2 separate regions of the Mus musculus genome follow, and region 1 is linked to region 2. A link is a contact called in public Hi-C data. All regions are on one chromosome and are shown on one strand. The core of a region is the stretch at or near the end of the contact, and the rest is flanking DNA. Distances in the headings are between cores, read along the strand shown. Region 1 has its middle 39 kb from the start of Ccdc149. Region 2 holds the start of Ccdc149 (coiled-coil domain containing 149).

Region 1 (2,963 bases), core at 435-2,934, 39 kb before region 2:
CCTTCCTTCCTTCCTTCCTTCCTTCCTTCCTTCCTTCCTTCCTTCCTTCCTTTCTTTCTTTCTTCCTTTCTTTCTTTCTTTCTTTCTTTCTTTCTTTCTTTCTTTCTTTCTTTCTTTTCAAGACAGGGCTTTTCTGTATAGCCCCTGTTGTCCTGGAATTCACTCTGTAGACCAGGCTGGCCTCGAACTTGGAAATCCACCTGCTTCTGCCTCCCAAATGCTGGGATTAAAGACGTGCGACATTAATACCTCTTATTTCCATCACACTGCTAACTCTGTATTTAGGAGGGGACACATGAAACACAGCCTGCCTTGAGTGACCTCTGAAGGAATCCCTGCAGTTAGTGGTAGTCATGGAGCAAACACTCAGCCCTGAGCCAGGCACAGGCACACACTGGTAATGACAGCATTCGGGAGGTAACAGCACATGAGTTTACAAGTTGGCTGCTAGCCTGGGCTTAAGAAACAAAGTTTCTCTTGGATGTAGGGAGCGTGGGAAGGAGATTGTGAGCCCATAGCCTGGGAATAAGGAAAGCTGGCTCCTTCACTTCCCACAAGAGAGCTGGAGGGGGTTGGGCAGGCAACATAACCTGTGAACAAGCACACAGCCTTCCTTCCCACTGAGAGCTCCTCTCCTCACTCTCAGCAGCAGGCTCTCAGAATCCGGCAACTCCCAAAATTTCCTGCTCCAAAACGTCCTGCTGGAGGCTCTGATCAACAGCTTCATTTTTTACCCCCTCTCAAAACAAGGACTTGAACCTAGGATCTGAAAGAATTCATAGCCTCCGTGCTCACTCATTGAGAAATCCTGTACTAAGCATTAGTAACAGCAATTCTTTCCTAAGCACGGGGCATAAAGTCAGAAGAAAAAAAGAAAAGAAAAGAAAAGAAAAGAAAAGAAAAGAAAAGAAAAGAAAAGAGAGAGAGAGAGAGAGAGAGAGAAAGGAAGGAAGGAAGGAAGGAAGAAAGAAAGAAAGAAAGAAAGAAAGAAAGAAAGAAAGAAAGAAAGAAAGAAGGAAAGAAAGAAAGAAAGAAAGAAAGAGAAAATATTGTAGTTTGGCCAAGAGAGACCATGAAACTGGAAGTTCACAAATCAAAAGTGGTCATTACAGACGTTGACAGATTCCCTTAGGGCGTAAAACTGATGGAGGTGGGGGGTGGGGGTGGGGGGGTCTTATGCACCAGGAGGTCAAGTGTGGCAGCTGAGCTGAGCCTGAATGGAGAAGGGCCCAGACACACAAGAACCAGGAAGGAGATAGAGAAGACTAAGAGGACAGAAGGGCTGGATGGAGGGTTATTCTATGGCCAAATCCATTTACACGGTAAAGAAGATGGGCTTTTGCTTTCCCCTGAGAAGCAGGCAGAGGTTTCCAAGCAGGAGAGTGGTAAACAGAGGTCTACAGTGCCCTACCTCATCTCCTGTACTAGGCATCTGCTGAGAGACCTTAACTCTAAACCCATGTGTGCCCCAGTGGACAGACAGCAGTGGAGATGCCCCCAGGGACTCACAGCTTGTACCAGCTTATGGTGAGGCAGTTAAAACATGGAGCCAAAACACTGTGGGTGGCTGTGTTCAGTCCTAGCTCAGTGGAGTTATGAGCACTTGCTGTATACATGCACTGTTGTTGGGTATGCTGTTGTAACGTGGCTGGCTCTCATCCGTACCCTTGGTGACTGAGGAATTATGACCTCAAATCCTGCGTCCGATGACCGGGAGACACAGGGCACTATTTCTAGGAACTGAATCAGAGCTACAAGTCTGCCACCCTGACTCCCCACCAAATCCAAGGCCACTGGGATTCACTGACATCTTCAGAGTGACTTGGTGGTGTTTCATCTGTGGGGCCTACAGCTTCCTGTTCCCTGGCTTTTAGATTAAGGTGGGGACACAGTCCTGTAGAAATGGGGGACACGGAGCTGATGATTCCAGACTTGCCCAGACTTGTTCGGGCCAAGGAGTCTGAGAGTCTCAAACCCCCTCAATGGCAAGAAACCTGCTCCTGGCCACTTTCTGCTATTGCTTTTGGGACACTGTGTGCCTCTTCAGGGCCTAGGCTGACCTAGTTTGACTGTAGGCTGCATAGGAAATCTCCGTTGCAGGATTTGTTCCCGTTTGTTTATCTGCCACTAAAAATACTCCTGAGAAGCAGAGGCACAACTGAACTGACCTTGACTCTCCCTGAAGAGCCCAGGGCAGAAGCTCTTCTGGGCTCCTAACAGGCCGTACTGTACTCCCCAGACAGTCTGACTACTTCCCTCATGCGCTAGTAAAGACACGCCCCCAAACCTGGTATGGTGGCTCTCAGACTCACAGGTCTCCGCAGGTGAAGGCTGGAGAATGTTGAGGTCAAGGCTAGCCTCAGCTACACAGTGAACTTGAAGTTAGCCTGGCCTATATGAGAATCTGTCCTCTGGAGGCTCAGGGGCGAGTTCCCAACTTAGCCCTCCCTAGTGCAAGGCTTTAGGCCATTAGCGGTGTGCCTCTAAAGGGCACTATGGGAACTTCTTCTCTTTTCTCTTTGTCTCTGCCCATAAAGTGAATGGCTTTGCTGAACCATGCGCTCCTGTCCTGATGTTACCACAGACCTAAAGCAATGGTGTCAATCAGTTATGTGCTGAAACCTCCAAAATTGAGAGCCCGAATCAAAACCTTTCCTATTTATAAATTGACTGTCTCAGGTGTTTTTCTCTTTTCTTTTTCTTTTTAAAAAGTTTTTATTATTCTCCCATACAATACATCCTGGCTGCAGCTTCCCCTCCCTCCATTCCTTCCAAAGCAATGGAAAACTGAATAATAAAAACCACTTTGATTGTTTGCAAAAATTTCCAGAGGTAAGTCTATTATTGATTTCAAATTTAACTCCACTGTGGTTAGAGGACACATCTGGTGCAACCCGAGTCCTTTAATAGTTTTTAGGTGCTTTTACCATTCCTATGTGCTAGAGGCTGTCCTTGGGTTCGCT
Region 2 (3,035 bases), core at 155-2,654:
GGAAACACAGAAGAGAAGGGAAGAACAGAGCTCGGCCTTTCCCATTCTCATCATGTAGCATGCTGGGGCCAAGGCCGCTTCTCCACTTTTCAGCACCCAGCTTCCATGTCACAGAACTGACCCGCTCTCAGCAGGAACTGACAATGTAAATCCATGGTGGCCGTGAGGTTTCTACAGCTGCCAAATGGACTTACCAACTTCTCAGGCCACCTACTCCTTTATACAAGCTGAGTTTCCCCAAGTATGGAAAGCTTTCTGTTGGCAACTATGTGGGGGCGGGGATCACATAGCATTCATCTGAGGTTCCCTCTGGAGGTCTCTAGTCTTCCTTTCCCATGAAAGTTTCATGGAATTATCTTTAGAAAGTTTTTTTTTTTGAAAATTTTATACAATATATTTTAAATATTCTTATATTCTTTCCTCTTCTTCAAGACCTCCTAGGCCCCTTCTCTTCACCCCCAACTTCTTATTTTTTCTCTCTCATAAAAACCAAAACAAACAAAAGCATTTAAAAAAATCCGTGACGTTCTATTGTGTTGGCTGACTAGGACTGAACACGGGGCCTGCCTTGCCGTGTGTTTGAAATATCACTCTGTTAAGAAAACGGATTTTCCCTCTCCCAGAAGCTATCAGTTGCAAGTCGCTTCTTGGTTAGGGGTGAGACTTTGCGGCCATGTCTCTTCTCATTTTTGTGTCTGACTTGGGCTTGTGTGTGTTTTGAGAGTCCATATGAGCCCTGTTGTGCTTGCAAACTGTTTCCTCGAAGTCACCCACCATCTCTGACATCTCTTTGCAGCCTTTCCACCTCCTCTTCTACACAGAGCCCTGAATAGCACAATCTTCAGCTGGCTCCTCTCTTAACTCATGCTAAATCCCACCACCAAGCTTTTTGGCCCTATTCAGAATTTAGAGTTTTATTTTCAAACTTTGTACTTGCGTTCTAGTACGACATCAGATACTTAAAAAGAAATGTTGGTCGCTTTAAAAATCAGTATAATGTATGTACAGTATGGTGAGCTTCATTCATACGCTCGACCAAAAGATGTAGAGCATCTACTGCGTGCCAAGGTTGCTCCAATGTGTACTCAGGGGAAAGAAGGGCCCTTCCTTGGTGGAGCTTCAGTTTCAATGGTAGAGGCCTGACCTGGCAGGGGATGGCTGGATGGAGGAGTTTGGCTTCTCGACCTGGGGATGACACCCACCTGTTCGCCAGCCTCCCTCCCTCACCACAGGCCTGGGAATGCTGGAGTCTGGGGTTATGTGATGGTTCACATGCAGAGTCCCTTCCTTCCCTAGGAGACACAGCTGGTGGCCTGGGGTCCCCGGGGTGCCGCGGCTGGCACCGGCCCCGAGCCACTGTAGGGCAGTGGTTGGGGCCCGGCTCCTCCTCCCCTTCCTCCGCGGAGGCTGACGTGGAGGCAGCGGCGCGGGCAGCCGCGGGAGGCGGCGGCGCGGAGGCTCGGAGGTTCCTGGCCCTCTCCGGGCTGCGCGGGGCCGGGGTGGCGGCGGCGGCGGCGGCGACAGGAGCAGGAGGAGGAGAAGGGAGGCGGTTGTGCAGCCCGCCCGCGCACGCAGGAGGGGACATGGACGGCGATCGGACCGAGAGCGACTGGCAGGGGCTGGTGAGCGAGGTGAGGCCGGGGCTCCGGATCGGCCTCCTGAGCCGCTGCAGCAGGTCCCCAAGCCCTGTGAGCCCGGGTAGCAGGTGGCCGCGGCAGGACCTGCAGGTGCACGGTCCACCCCTCACGTTCGGGCCTGCGGGGGAGCCGCGGTCGCCCGCACCATCTGGTGCCAGGCTTTGGGGAGGGGCCTTTCGCTCGCCAGCGTTTGGCCTAGGATTGGAGAGACTGAGAAGCCCTGGGATCCGGGAGGGGAAAGAGCCAAGCCCCACCTGCCTGCCTAGTCACCACTGTTATGGAGGCAAGCGATTGGATGATTCCCGATGCTGAAAAGGTGACGCCTGAGGGACCATCCGGGCCCTTGGGTAACAACTGGGCAGGTGCAATGACTTGGAGCAGCGGTTTAAGTGAAAGAGTTTGGCATCCTTGCAATGGTTGGTTCATGCGTTCACTTACTCCACTCTCTGAGCTCCTGTTTCCCGCACCTACTATGTGCTGTGAGGTAGTGAAACCATTCATTTCTCAAAGGAAAATGAGACAGGTACAGAGGTGATGTGACCTGTGGATATAGACAACTCCACGCCCTCCCCTGTGAATGGGCCAGAAGGAAGCTTTCAGACTCTTAGGCTGCCTTCTCTCTGATCCACCCAGTTGGTTGGCTCGGGTCAGGCAGCTAGCTTCTCCAGGTGAGAGGGATCCTGATGTCTTCCTTCCCCTAGCAAGCTACCAATTCACCTCCCTCACCTGTATGGACGGCTCCTCCATTATCTAGCCACTTAACACCCAGTGTGTGTAGAGCAATGAACTCCACCACTTAGAGCCACTTAGTTTAGTTCCTTCAAACATTGGTCTAGCACTGGAAGGGGTTATGTCTCGGCCCACGGCCCAGCTCTATCTTCTCTGTCAGGTTATCTTCTCTATCAGGCTTTGTGTCAAGGAATATATCCACTGGGAATCTCATCTCTGGGCCCATCCAGAATCATCTATAGCAGTAAAAGATGATGAAGGTGGGGGTGGGTTCTCCATGGAAGTCCAGGAGTGGGTGCTGACTTAGAAGGTACGGTATTCTTGTTCAGGTAGATCTGTGTTGAGAATGGTCATTCCAAATCAAGCACACTACCTGGCCATGGGGATGCACGCCTGTGGTCCCAGCTCTTGGTAGAGGTAGAGGCAGGAGGATCAGGAGTCCAACCAAAGCCATCCTCTGCTGCATAGCGGGTTCAAAGCTCTCCCTCCAAACAAATAAACAAATAAACAATAAACAATAAACAAGAAGTTACTTACACTCTTCTGCTCTTAGAATGCAGTGGTCCCCAACTCAGGAGACACTTCAGCACCTCCTGCCTTCAGAAAACACATGATGTTTACTAGTATAGTCTGGGAAGAAAGCCACTCAATAAACAATGAAAAACATCT

What was found. A called contact is a pair of places that touch in the nucleus more often than the background predicts.
Region 1: a contact with region 2 is called in a Hi-C map of cardiomyocytes, with 1.8 times the contacts expected there. The contact joins the enhancer-like site here to the promoter of Ccdc149 in region 2. A contact is called at or near these places in 10 of 484 Hi-C or Micro-C datasets (Sertoli cells, cardiomyocytes, cerebellum and 5 more), 4 of 115 datasets of contacts at active chromatin or transcription factors (embryonic stem cells, heart atrium and neural progenitor cells) and 2 of 9 other capture datasets (adipose tissue and liver).

The regions. Positions count from the first base shown.
Region 1 is chr5:52,508,817-52,511,779 of GRCm38.p6, reverse strand. No RefSeq gene overlaps it. Among named protein-coding and RNA genes, the nearest start is that of Ccdc149, 39 kb to the right of the region's middle. Within about 2 kb of position 1,684, at least 20 of the 459 cell types and tissues checked have an H3K27ac peak or open chromatin away from gene starts, as enhancers often do. A contact at or near this core is called in adipose tissue, cardiomyocytes and heart atrium, where this site is marked.
Region 2 is chr5:52,469,947-52,472,981 of GRCm38.p6, reverse strand. Ccdc149 (coiled-coil domain containing 149) reads left to right here and starts at 1,404. Exons shown (of 13, transcript NM_001379231.1): 1 at 1,404-1,631. The coding sequence starts at 1,584.